Regions from separate parts of the Mus musculus genome. Here region 1 is linked to region 2. The links are chromatin contacts, called in public HiChIP or PLAC-seq maps. All regions are on one chromosome and are shown on one strand. Each heading gives the region's core, a stretch centred on a gene start, on an enhancer-like site or on the middle of the called end of the contact. The rest is flanking DNA. Distances are from core to core; before and after follow the strand shown.

Region 1 (6,842 bases), core at 2,064-4,563, 57 kb after region 2:
CAGCTCCTGTAACATGGCATGAAGAAGAATTTTGCTGAGCAAAAATTCAATTACTTGGAATGTCTTTACAACAAATGCATCCTTGACAGCTAACTTAAAAAGTGCTTGGAAAGCTGGGAATGGCGGTGTTTGTTCACCTTTAATCCCAGCACTTGGAAGACAGAAGCAGGTGGATCTCTGTGAGTTCAAGGTCAGCCTTGTCTATGTAGTGAACCACCAGGGCTATGGAAGAAGAAGAAGAAGAAAAAAAAAAAACTTGTCTCAAAAAGTTTAAAAATAAAAGAAGATGAAGAAAGAAAGAGGAAAAAAACTGGTGTTTCAGAGTCCATTTGATGTGAAACACATAAGATAATGCACATTTTTATTTTTAAATTAAAAATGTGTGTGTGTGTTGGGGTGGGGGTTACCTGCATGTATGTCTGTGCATCACGTGCATGCCTAGTGCTCACAGAGGACAGAAGAGGGTGTAGGATTCCCTAGAACTGGAGTTACCGTTGGTTGTGAGCTGCCATGTGGGTCCAGAGAATCAACCTTGGGTTCTCTGAAAGGGCAGTCAGTGCTCTTAACAGCTGAGCCAGCTCTCCAGCCCCAGTGTATACACAGATTTTCACACAACGCCTGCTGCTGCAGTGTAACATGGGTGTTTACGCTATGAGCGTCATCGTCATGCTGACCTGTTCATTCATTCATTCCTCACTGTAGGACTGTGAGGACAGATACTGTCTCCTCATGCAACACATAATCCGTGAGGCTTTCTAAGCTCAGGCAGGACAGGTATCTCGCACAAGCCGACACAAATGCAAAACTGAGGCACAGGAGACGAGCTGCTCTGTGCAGCAGCCTTTTCTGCAAAACAATGGCACCCACCTAAGGTATCAGATCAGCCACAAACACCTCTGTGCATTTCATGTGTGCAGGTGTGTGCTCTTCTGTGTACATTTGTGCATTTAAGGGTTTGTATATGTACCACATGTGTACAGATGCCCACAGAGGAACAAGAGTACAAACATTGTGAGTCCCCTGACGTGAATGCTAGGAACTGAACCCACTGTAGGAGGAGCAAGCACTCGTAACTGCTCCAAACCCACCTCATCATCTTTTTGTTTGTTTTGCTTTGTCTCTTGAGATATGGTCTCAGACTACAGAGCCCCGGCTGGCCTGGAATTCTTTCCACATAGAGCAGGCTGGTCTCACACTCACAGAGATCTGCTGCCCCTGCCGCCCAAGGGCCGGGATGATTGCCATTTTGTCGTATTTGCTTCACTTTTGTTATCTTTGATGACAAGTCCTACAAGTCAGTATTACTGCCCCTTCTTGATACAGAGGTATCAAGTTAATGGTTAAGAGCATGCACTGTTCTTACATAGAACCAGAGTTTGTTCCAAGAACCCATGTTTGGCAGCTCACCACTGCCTGTAATTCCAGCTCCAAGGGATCTGATGTCTCTAGCCTCAGTGAACACCTGCACTCATAAGCATGGGTACACACACACACACACACTGACACACACACATACACACCAACACACACACACATACACACCAACACACACACACTGACACATAAACATGCATACACTGATACATCATACACACCAACACATACACACTGAACATACACACCAACACACACATACCAACATACACACAAACCGACACACACTGACACACACACTTAAAAATAAAATAAATATTAAAACAAAGTAGATACAAAGACACCGAGTTTCAGAAGGAGCTACCCAAGCCTCCTGGTTAATATGGAGCTGAGAATAGATTCTAACTTGGATCTCCTGACCCCGAAAAGCAGAATTATTTTGGGCATCTCTACAAAACCACAGTTGATGACAAGTTGGGGCTCATACATGTTGGGCCCTCACTGTGTGGATGCCGAGAGGTGATATTCTACAAATAAGGGGTGCACAGGAAGACAAAAGCCAGTATGATTTTCTATGCCTAACTATAAATCCAGGACGCCTGGGAGAGCTTGAAGGAGAGAAGGTGTAAGATGCTGACTTTGCACATAGCAAGGTTACTGCCAGTGAAACCCTGGGGTCCTCCTGTCTCCTCCCCAGCACTGTGTTTACAAGTACAGGCTGCCCAGCTTTTGGGGGAGGGAAGGAGGCTGTGTAGTGGACTCAGAGCACTCCCCGCAAGCACTTTAGCTATTGAGCTATTTTTCTAGGCCAGAAAGACACTATTTTTGAGACTTGAATGATTTCCTCTGAGCTCTACCTGAAACTCCAAAGTAAATACATTATCTACTATAAGGGACTCAGGATATGTGGACTTCTCTGACCACGAATACATTGTAGCCCAGACACAGCTCTGTTTTTTGACCACTACTCTGGGGCACTCCACTGCTCCAATAGGGGAAAAGTTCACCCCCAGGGAGGGAGAGGGGGAGGGAGAGGTAGAGGGAGGGGAAAGACAGAGAGAGAGAGAACAAGGAAATATTCAAAAGGAAATATTCACTGTGGTTTATTCCTTGGATGACTTGGGTATCTGCAGTGTTGCTGCTGGGTCCATGTACTTCAGCTCACGTGGACTCATCAGCCCTGTAAGAAATTACGGGTTTTACCTCACTAAATAAATAAATAAATAAATGGATTTCAATCCAGTCTGCTAATTTTTCTAAGGATTAGCCTTCTCCAGTGTTCCCCAGAGAAGGGGAAACCATCTCATTTTTAACTAGGTTTGGTGTTTCTCAGGGATAACCTGGTAAAACTGTATCTCTTGACACGTGTCTCTTTAGAACACTCAGATCTGTCACCTAATTAAGAAGCTTTATTGACATCCCAAACCATTGTCCTGATGATGGCAAAGCATTTCAGAAGTTTCCCTGAAGATCAGCAAAGTTTCCTAGTTTTTCTTTGGTTTGGATTCTGCGATGTACATAAATGTAAATCATCAAGTGAGTTGTGATTTTTTTAATTACTGAAAAAAAGTGATTAATTCCGATAAGGATCACTCCAAAGGTAATAAAGATAAAAGCTGTCAAAATTAATTAAACACATATTCATTAAATCCAAGGTAGCTTTGGATTCTTTATTGCACAAATACAATTAACGTTTAATCTGAATCTTGGTGAGTTACATAATCATGTGCCTTAGAAATAAAGGGAGGGTACAACCTTGGCCTTCTCCGGTTTACATGGGAAAACATTAATGACGCTGACATCGGAGACAATTAGACAGTGTCAGCCGATTGTTTTTCGCCAGCTTTCTCTCACATCTGTGGTGTCTACAAGCAAGAAGGCTCATTGTTTGCACCGGCCTCCTTCGGGCCTTGGCTTTTTGTGTAAACCGTCAATCTCTTGGCGAGTATCAAAGCCGTGAGGAAATTAGACCGGACCAGCTCTGCTGCCCCACACTAAAGCTTAGCAGGGAGCATCCACTATTCTTCTAATTAGGCAGTGACCAACAAAATAACCTGTCAATGTCTGCTAGCCATTTCCCACACACCTGCACTTCATACCCTAATAAGCGTTCAGCAAGAGGGAGAAAGGAGCAACTGCTGAAGGGTGAAAAATGAACAAAATATAACAATGTTTCCATTCCACCTGTGCCTCCGGCAATTTCCATGTAACATTAGGGGTACTCCCCATGTCTGAAGACTCACAATACAGTATCTGAAATCTGAACCCAGGGGGGGAAGCCACACAGTGAGACTGTATTAAGGTTTGCTTAGAAAATATCACACCAAGAAGAATCTAGAGTTATGTATGAAACCCAGGAAACTGAAAATGACCATAATTTATATTAGGTGCCAAGAGGCTGACTTAAAAAAAAAAAAAAAAGCAAAACAAAACAAACAAAAATCATTTTCCAGTGCAGTCTCTGAAGGAGAGAAATGCATGTGATTTTATTTATCACTTCTGTTCATAGAACACAAAAGATAACAGAGACTGAATATGGCACGTCCGTGTTTTCAACCCTCCCCATCGTGACTCAGGAAGCCTGTAACCCCCAGTCATCATGCAACCTACCATACATTAATTCATTTCTTTTACAGACCTCTGGTTTTCCATGGGTTCCTACTGTCATCTTCTGGAGATATTTCTGCAAACAGCTTTACCATGTCTACTACTGTCATTCACAGACAAATGTCTCTGCCATGCTGTCCAGGAAGCCACAAAGGTACAAAATCAAGCAGACCACAAACACTCAGATTACTCTCCTGCTTTAAAGTGAGCCTGAAAACTCACAATCCAACTACAGAAACATCCCCTAGCAGCTTTAACAATAGTATTCTCAGAAGATGGCAGCCCGAACTCGCTCTGCTTCATTACTTGGGTCCTGACATTCACTTTAACACTAGTCTTTATTGACTTCAGAATTTCTGAATACAAAATATACTACGTCTTAGACATACTCACACACACACACACACACACACACACCAAAACTAAAGAACACAGCAATTGGTAGTTCTACCTGAAATGACAGTAACTGTAGCTCTAACTTAAGGACTATGAAGCGAGCACGCTTTGTACAATACCACTCTCTACTTTAGTCCGCCCCAAACAAAGACCTTGTGGTATAGGCACCTACATGATAGATTCCTTATGAAAAGACTTTTAAGACCATATATGCTTTTCAAAAGCTCCTATTTGTGCCTTAGAGGAGAGAGAGAGAGAGAGAGAGAGAGAGAGAGAGAGAGAGAGAGAGAGAGAGAACACAGAAACATAAGAACAAAATTGTTAGGGGAGGGTGCATCTTTGCATCTTAATGCACCAAGGAACGAGCTACATTGTGTCAGCATCTTCCTGGACCCCAGACAATGAAGGCCAAGGTGTAATTGGGCTTTGGTAGATACTTCTGAGCTAACTTAGCTTTTCATTAGAATTTATCCAAAAACAACATTTATAAATAAAAACTTTTCTCCACCTCTTCCTACTTGAAGCAAGTACAGAAGGCCCCTATTTAAAATGCAGCCCCCAGCCACCACCAGCCTGCGTGTTCAGCTGCCAGTGGCTTTTGTGTACAAAGATGTTAATTGGTGCTAATCCCCTCGTAGAAGCTGTTTTGGTAGCCTGACCTGGCACCCTGAAGAAGGACACCTTGGTGTGGAAAACTAAAGGGTCCATTGAGGAGGGAGTGAAAGGCAGGGGAGCATTCCAACACATTTTAATTTTAGGAATTAAAAAAGAGGAAGATCATGATGGAGACCCTAGAGAAATTTTGCAAAGCTTTAATGCTGGTCCTACAAACACCCGGGCTACACACACACACACACACACACACACACAGAGAGAGAGAGAGAGAGAGAGAGAGAGAGAGAGAGACCCTAAAATGGGGACAAAGAGGGACTCAGGATCTCAGTTTCTCCATTTTACTACTTCACTACTTCAGTTTTCTGCAGTCAGAAAAGTGAATGTGGTTTATGTAATTTGCTGAAGTGTCTGGCGCTTCCCATCCTAGCTGAACTGATCAACAAGCTTATGAAAACCAGATTCGGATCCTTTCCAGCTCCCACGGACTCTGCAGGAGGCTTCATTTGGCCAAAGGACAGTATCTAACTCAATGGCGTCAGTTATATTTGTATGAGAGGTCCCTCCTAAGAGAAAGGTTAAGAGAAATTGGTAATTCTTGATAGCAACTTCGAAGTCCCTCTACTACAGTGGCAAGGAAACGGTGTCTCGATGCAGGGCGCTATTCTACACAGCAATTTAGAGATTACACATTCACACCTTGGGTGGCAAATTATGCTAATGGAATGCATGATGGACAACCGTGAGGTTGGGAGGTTTTGGACAGAGTTCACAGATCAACTTCATGGGTGGAAGGAGCAGGTCTTTCATCTAGCATAAGCTGACTAGACTGTGCTAAAATAGACTGCTAAAACCACAGGAAGGGCCAAACTTTCTTCAGTCAGGACCCAATTTATAGTCTCCACACTGATTTTTGAAGCTTCTTCCTTCTCTCCCCGCCCCCTTTAGTGCAGCAGATGCAGATGACAAAAGGGCCAGGATGTGGACTCTACTGAGAAGGTGGAAGGTGCTTCAGGATTTGTCTTCAAACCCGGAATGAGGAGGGCAGACTTTTCTGGTTCTAGGAGCCGAAGTCGCTCTCCGTGTGCTGTTAGATTCTACGTGGAAGAGGAGACAGAAAGATTGTAAGAGCCAGAGGTGGAGGAGGACTCGAAGGAAACAGCGTCTCCCAGACACACCAGGACTGATGCACGCGTGAATCCACTTAGACTGTGAGAGCACACAGGAGACCTGCAAGTACTCAAACCAGAGGAAATCCCAGGGCTGAGAGGAGGAAGTGGGCAAAAGTCCCACCCCTAACTCTATGTATCTAATGCCTGCTGGGAAGGGAGAGCAGTGTCCTCCAGTGGAGAGTCACTGAGACCCTCCACTACACGCCAGGGCAGGCTCCATGTGCAGGAGTAAAGCTGGCCAACACAAAATGAAATTAATGTTGTGCGTGCACACTTGTGTGTGTGTGTGTGTGTGTGTGTGTGTGTGTTGTTTTGTTGGGTAATTTGTTTGGGGACTTTTTGCTTTTGTTTTTGTATTACTAATCTTTTTTAGCTTGTTTTGATTTTTTTTGTTATTGTTTTGTTTTTGTTTTTGAAAAAGTAAGAGAGAGCAAAAGAATATGAAGTTGGATGGGTACGGGAGGTGAGGAGAAGCTGGGAAGGCGAAAGAACATGATCAAAATATATTGTCTGAACATTTTAAAAATAAAAACTATTTCTTTAAAGAGAGAGCTGCCTGGGCGTTAGGTGATGTAGAACTCAGAAGGTATCATTTGAGTCTGGGCTGAAATGCAATGAACTCCTTACTTGACATGCTCAGAATCCTGGGTCTGTCTCCTTACCTAACAGATAGGCTTAGAA
Region 2 (6,861 bases), core at 951-3,450:
GTACTCTCAAGAGACACAAACCTAAGTTCTATTCTCCTGGTACGCCCTTCCTCAGGAAAACAGAACCTTTAGAAATACTAAGGCCACAAATTTGTTTTCCAATACAACACAACAGAAAGCGCTAGACACTTAGGAACCCTCCCTTCTTCAAACATCAGTCCAGCAAAAGGCCTGAGGAGATATGTGTGGATGTGGTCACTGTTAGTGCACTCTGAGAATTACAATAAAATAATAAAAGGAAGTAACATATTTTACTTTGTTTTACAATCATTTGCAAGATGACCATCCATCAAAAGATCTGGTATTAATACCAAAAGTTTTCATAAGTCCAGAGTAATGAATCAAAAGTCTTCGGGTGTGAGACACGGGAAATTGTTATTAAAAGTAAATACTAGTGAAATCCAATCTTCTATGAAAATACTTGAAGGATTACAAATAAGGCATTCTGTCCATCCATTGAGTCACAGGTGCGATGTGGGCTGACTTCAGGCTAATTGCAGATGAGAGGGGGAAATGAAAGCAATTAACACCCATTCTGGATTTCTAGATGCCACATAGGGAAAAGTGCTTCATCCATTTCAGCGAGGTTAGGTAACTCCCCTGAGGTCACACAGTACAGTGCTGTGGAGCCCTTTCTGCGGAAGTGTGGCTGATGGATTTGAAGAGCAGCAAGCGGCTCAAGTCCTTGCTAGGACCTCTTAAGCCACCTGGCTCAGTCACAAGACTCAGTGATGGGAAGACACCAACTTCCTGGAGAGCTGAGTCAAGAAGAGGAATAGGACCATTGAGCAGGGCCCTTCCAATGTTAGCAAGTCCTGCAGCAAAGAGCATGCATGACCTTTTACCTCCTAAACCTGTGCAGTTCCTCTTTCTTGACCCATATTCTCAAACCACACTTTGAACAGGATAATTAGTCGTGGTATTTTTAAAGTGTGTCAGATTAACTGTCTCTAGGATCTTGCTTTGTTCACAAATGTTCTGATGGCAATCATTAGCTACCAAGCGGTAGAGAAAAGCATGCAAAACGGCCTGGATTTCCAGCCCCAGCCCCGCTTCCTCATTAAGCCCCACACAGGCAGGGTGTCGACTCACTGACTAATAAATTGCTAAAAATGGGAAGTGATAAGAACACATCGGTTCCCTGAAAAATCCCAGCTGGGTAAAGAAAAAGGAACTAGACCGAACCCAAAAGAAGGGAACGCTGCAGGCCCAGGAACGCCAAAGTGTGCAAGGGTGCGGCCTCAGCTAGGAGCCAGGCCAACTGAGCCACTACCCGGCGCCCAGCGATCCTACCCTACCCGGCTCGCTACTCCCGCGTGGACTGAGGTGCGTGCCCTGACCCTGTCCACGCCCGACGCGTGTCCCTTTGCCCGGGTCGCGCGCCCTAGTCCTGCAGGGCGCGCGATCCCACTGCGGGAAGACGCTGCAGCTCCTCCGCCCAGGGCGCTGCACCCCATGGCGCTTGGGGATGCGGGGTGACCGCGGCGGCCTCACGGTCCCTTGGCCACGGCTGGCACCTGCGGCTGCGCCCAGAGCTGTCCCGCCCGAGGCCGCTGCTGGGCACCTGCGGCAGCCGGCCCACCTACCTTGCTCCTTCAAGCTGGTGATGAGCTGCAGCTGCTTCTCCTCGTCCGAGCTGTTCATTTTGGCGGGTGGGGCTGGGGATAAAAGGCAAGGAGGGAGAGGCGAGGGGGACACGGGGGAGGGGGAGCAGAAAGCAAGATGCCGGTGGCGCGGCGTGCGGCTGCACTACCCGGAAGTTGGGATCGCTCCCGCTCCTCCTCCTCCTGGCGCGCCGCACGCGGTGAGATCATCCCACGCACCTACTCGCGGGCCCTGGCTGCCCCACCTGCGGCGGGCGGGTCTGGGCGCCTGGCCCGGTAGGGGCGTGGGCCGCTGGAGGCGGGTGAAGTGTCACGGCCCTGGGGCGCCTGCGATCCTCCCAGGTGGCTGTATGCGGTTCTGCTAAGGCCGCCGCTGCGCCAGGCTTTCCACCCGAGGCGCGCACCATGGAGACTCGACCCGGGTTCCCCAGGTCCGCCACCCTAGAGCTGGACAGCGGATCTGAGCAGGACCGGACGGACCCCAGAGGACCAGGCTCCTATCCTAGTTCTCAGTCACTGCTCATTGGAGCCAGGGCTGGAAAACCCTCTGTTCTACACCATGCACCTGTCCACCAAGCAAGTGCATGTTTGCAGTCTGTCTGGCTAATTGAGTCACCGCAGTCTTGAGGAGTAGGGGGTAGTGGGTAGCAGTCTGAGGGAGGGAGGGAGGGAGGGAGGGAGGGAGGGAGAGAGAGAGAGAGAGAGAGAGAGAGAGAGAGAGAGAGAGAGAGAGAGAGAGAGAGAGAGAGAGAGAAGAGGTGATGGGGGCGTGGCAGTCTGATCGCAGTTCCAGCGTGTGTGAAGAGGCCAGAGTCAGAACCTGGGCCCTGCCTCCAAGTGCCTCACCAGGCCAGAACTGCAGGGAAGGTCATCTGGTTCCGGTGGGAGGATCTTGCATCTTGGGGAGGCTGGCACTGCACTCTGAATACCCAAGGTCACTTTGTTGCATGACAGGGAGCCTCCTGTGTAAGGACTGAAGACAGTCCTTGCCTCTCTTAAGGACCCTCGGTGGCATTTACACCCAACTCTGGGGTAGACCTGGGCAAACATATCTAGGCAGGCTTGCATTCTCCAACTCTAGTTCTCCTAACATTTGCTTGACTCTCCCAAGCTCTGGAATTGGTCTAAAGAATGGAAATAATAAAGCATACTCTTTTAGAATTTAAAAAATTGAACAGGGAGAGGAATTTGACCACAACATCAAATCTAAAAAATAGAAGTGCTTGTCTAGCATGCGCTAAGGCCCCACAATCCATCCGGTCCACCTCCAATAAGGTGGACCGAATGGATAGGTATGCCGCCTGCTCTGCGCAGAGGATTTTTTGTTTTTTATGATTACAGGTGTTATGGTTGCTAATAACAAGTTGAGAAAAGCACAGTTCTTTATTCCAATCATTAAGCGCTCCAGATAAATCCGGGTTAAGTGAGCCTTCTGCACAGCCCTCGTTTTCTTCATCCTCTCTAAACTCATATAGAACACCAGCTCTTCATTCCTTGCGTCTCAATTTAGGCAAACGCCCCAACTCGGCTGGTAGTGGCCCTGCCAGGAGACGTGTATTGATATTCCCATAGATCCTATTACCAGTATCTTTCTGGTACTCATTATTCATACCATCTCGTGGTGACCGTTGAAAAATCAGAATCGGCTATTCCCTTTTAAGAAATGGCAGTGGTTTAGAATGCATAGTTTAACTGTTCGGGTGGCCTGAGGTGGCAGTGTGGATTTCTAAGTAAAAAGAATGAAAGATGGAACTTTATGAAATTATTTCAGTGTGGGGATTTTGCTATTTGGTCCTTCCTGGAATGTTTCATAAGAATGTTTCATAAGTTCAAAATATTTTCCAGTCAGCTACAGTGATGATCATAAAGATTGGTATAGGCTCAGGACACACAAGACCAAGTTCTCTGCCCAAAGATTTGCCCCAAAAGGACAAAGGTCAAGGAGTAAGAAACAAAGACAGGAGATAGAGGATGAGGGAGAAGGAAAAGGGAACAAGGGAGGAGGGGACATGGTATTTGTCCTAGAAAGACAAAGGACAGCCTCTAGATGGGAGCCAGACATGGCCCATAGGAAAATGGTGGTTTATATAAGGTAAGGGGAGAAACCCTATGTTAGGATGAGGTGTTTAATTTTAATTGGGCATGTTAATTAGGTGAGTCAAAGGGGCTTTTGTTTCCCGGACTTCAACACTTAGATTGCTGAACCTTGGTAGTCAGCCTCAGGAGGAGGGAGTGGCCAAATAAGGGAATAGATTTTGATGGTTAGTTTTAGCAATGTAATCTAATGGTTTTTAGCCAAGACAGGGGGAATAGAAGAGAAGGGCAAGGCTTGCCAGAGCCATGCTTGACATGTTAACATGCCTGGGGTAGTTAGAGCTCCTTCAATGATCCCAAAAGATAACCACATGGTCTTTCTCCTGGGGTTACCTTTTTAGTCCTAGGACTTGAAAGGTAGGAGATATGCGAGTTTTTAGCCAATTGCATGACCATATGAGGATGGGCTGCCACCAGGTGTTTTGTGAAATGAATGATAATTTATTTCTAGAAACACACACACACACACACACACACAGAGAGAGAGAGAGAGGAGATTCAAGTGATCAGAAATAACTACCTAGCTTTGTAAGGCAGCCATGAAGCTTGTTAGCCTATGACCAAACCCAAGGAACCAGAAGTACCTTCTCCAGCTCCATCACAGGGAAGCAGGATGTCCTGTTGATATTTAGATTGGTTTACAAATCTCCACTCTTTTAAATGGCTGATAGAATTGTCAATTCCAACAACAGTATGATGTCTGGGGAGTTTGAGAGTCTCAAATTGAAATGTTTTGGCCTCACAGTGAATCGGTGGCTCATTGAAATGAATTCCATGTACCCTCTTTGAATTAAAATAGCCACCTGAAAAACAAAGCCCTATTATCCTGAGGCCATGCTATGAATTATTAGGCTAACTATTAGATTTACTTCTTGGGATACAGAGCTTCTGTTACAATGACTTATTTATATGGCATGAATATTGATAGGAAGGATAGAGTTATATAATTAGTTTTTGTTCTGCTTAATAATGCATACGGGGATTTGTGTTTCATTGCATTGACGCTGTTAGTAACCATCAAACAACATCAAATTTGAAACATCTTGAAATGTTTGTGTGTTATATACGTATATGAGGTCAGGAGGTACCTTCTAAAGATGAACTAAAAGACTTGTAACAAACATGGGATTGTGGCTGTCTCTAGGGATAGAAGACGGAATATCTGACTCTAAGGAAGGAGATAGAGAAGGGAGCACAATGAGGCTATTTAGTACTTGTTTGCTTTTTGGTAATTACAATGTATGTAATTTTCTGTACTATGTAGATAAAACTATGATGTAGCGAGATTTGTCATCTTTGACCCACTCATTCTGTGTTAGGGAGTCAATCCTTAGAGACTTGCCTGCAGGGTTATTTACCATAAAGTTAACAATGATATAAAAATAGTAACATTTGAATGTTACTTGGCAATGCAAAGAAACAAAGTTGTGATACATGACCCACTATGGGCAAACTTTGAAAAACATGATTCTAAGTGCAAGAAGGCAGTCAGAAAAACCCGAACTACTGCACGATTGCCTTTATATAAAATGCTCACAACAAACAAACACATAAAGAAAGTTGACTAATGATTTGTATAGAACTGGGGATAGGGAGAAAGAAAATATAGGCAATGACTCCTAAAAAGCATGTGCATTGGAGGTGGGGGAATAAACTAAAATACATTGTATTTCAGATTGCATAACTATGGATATCCTCAAAACTAGAATTGTACATTCTGCCCATTTAGAAAAGTCTTTGGTTATCTTCATTGATGATGTTACCTATATCCCTTGTTAGCATCCATGTAACATGGTGGGTAAAATACAATTCAATAAAGCTCTTAATTTTTTTTTTTTGAGATATGGTTTCTCTGTATAGCTGTCCAGGCTGTCCTGGAATTCACTCTTTAGACCAGGCTGGCCTCAGAAATCTGCCTGCCACCGGGCATGGTGGTGCACGCCTTTAATCCCGGCACTTGGAAGGCAGAGGCAGGCGGACTTCTGAGTTCAAGGCCAGCCTTGTCTACAAAGTGAGTTCCAGGACAGCCAGGGCTATACAGAGAAACCCTGTCTCAACAAAAACAAACAAACAAACAAACAAACAAACAAACAGAAAAACCCAAACCAGCAATTTCTAGAGGAAAAAGACTTAAATAAATAACTATTAAAACAATGTTTCATATACAATTGTTTTTAATTTTTCAAATGTACATATAAAAATGTTCTACTTTTTACTAGAAAAACCGTCATATATGCTTAATCTGTTTCAGTTTAATATATATTCCACATCATTCCAGCATATCAATGAATAATTAGCAATTCTTACGTTCTTAGTTGCGTTGTTACTAATATATTTGTATTTGTAAATAATGCAGTCTGAATATATGGACTACATCTAGGTACATCACAGTTCAAATGCTAAAACAAAACATGACATTCATGTCTTCAATGTAACGGAAGAGAGCTGAGGATACTGCTGCCTCGGAGGCACCTGCTTGGCAGGAGTGCATCCTGATTTGCTCTCCAGTACTCCTCCTTCCTCTCCCCTCCAGTTAACAAAAGCAGCTGCAGAAGAAGACGCCCTGCATATGCTTGCAACAGCACCAGGAAATGAAGAGCTTTGGTGTAAATCGAGCGAAATTTCTGAAGATCTGGATGCTATAAAGTGCAATGCATTGATGAAAGCAAAGATTTAAATAAATAGAACTAGAACACTCCAAAATGTCTATTCCCAAAATTTGTTCTGTAGATTTCACACAGTCACAGCCTGAAATCCCCTTGAGTCCATAAAGATCGATCAGCTAATTCCAAAATTAACACTAAAGTCCAAAAGAGCTAGAAAAGTCAAGATAATTCTGAAAAAAAAAAAGAACAACATTCTCAAAACTAACTGTAAATCTATGGAAACCAAGGCCATGTAGGACAGGCAGGAAGGACACACTGGACAGACACTGGACACAGTGACCATCCCAGAAGCATACACCATGAAAACAGTTAAGCTGTTTTCAAAGTTACTCAAAAGCAATATTCAAAAGTGTGTGGGATGATTCAGTGGATAAAGTGCTGACTCTGTGTAAGCATGAGTACCTAAGTTCTAATCCTCAGCAACCACCTAAAAGCCAAATACTGTAACACCATGTCTGTAACGCCAACACGGGGTGATGGACACAGGTAGATCCCTG

The links. HiChIP or PLAC-seq counts read pairs in DNA pulled down with a chosen protein or histone mark.
Region 1: a contact with region 2 is called in an H3K4me3 HiChIP or PLAC-seq map of embryonic forebrain, with 2.3 times the contacts expected there. The contact joins the enhancer-like site here to the promoter of Shtn1 in region 2. A contact is called at or near these places in 3 of 39 promoter capture datasets (the 3T3-L1 cell line, embryonic stem cells and stem cell-derived epiblast-like cells), 3 of 484 Hi-C or Micro-C datasets (cerebral cortex, cortical neurons and nephron progenitors), 3 of 115 datasets of contacts at active chromatin or transcription factors (bone marrow-derived macrophages, embryonic forebrain and forebrain) and 2 of 9 other capture datasets (adipose tissue and liver).

What each region holds. Positions count from the first base shown.
Region 1 is chr19:59,130,133-59,136,974 of GRCm38.p6, forward strand. No RefSeq gene overlaps it. Among named protein-coding and RNA genes, the nearest start is that of Vax1, 37 kb to the right of the region's middle. Within about 2 kb of position 3,314, at least 11 of the 459 cell types and tissues checked have an H3K27ac peak or open chromatin away from gene starts, as enhancers often do. A contact at or near this core is called in embryonic forebrain, where this site is marked.
Region 2 is chr19:59,073,869-59,080,729 of GRCm38.p6, forward strand. Shtn1 (shootin 1) reads right to left here and starts at 2,201. Exons shown (of 17, transcript NM_001114312.1): 1 at 1,587-2,201. The coding sequence starts at 1,644.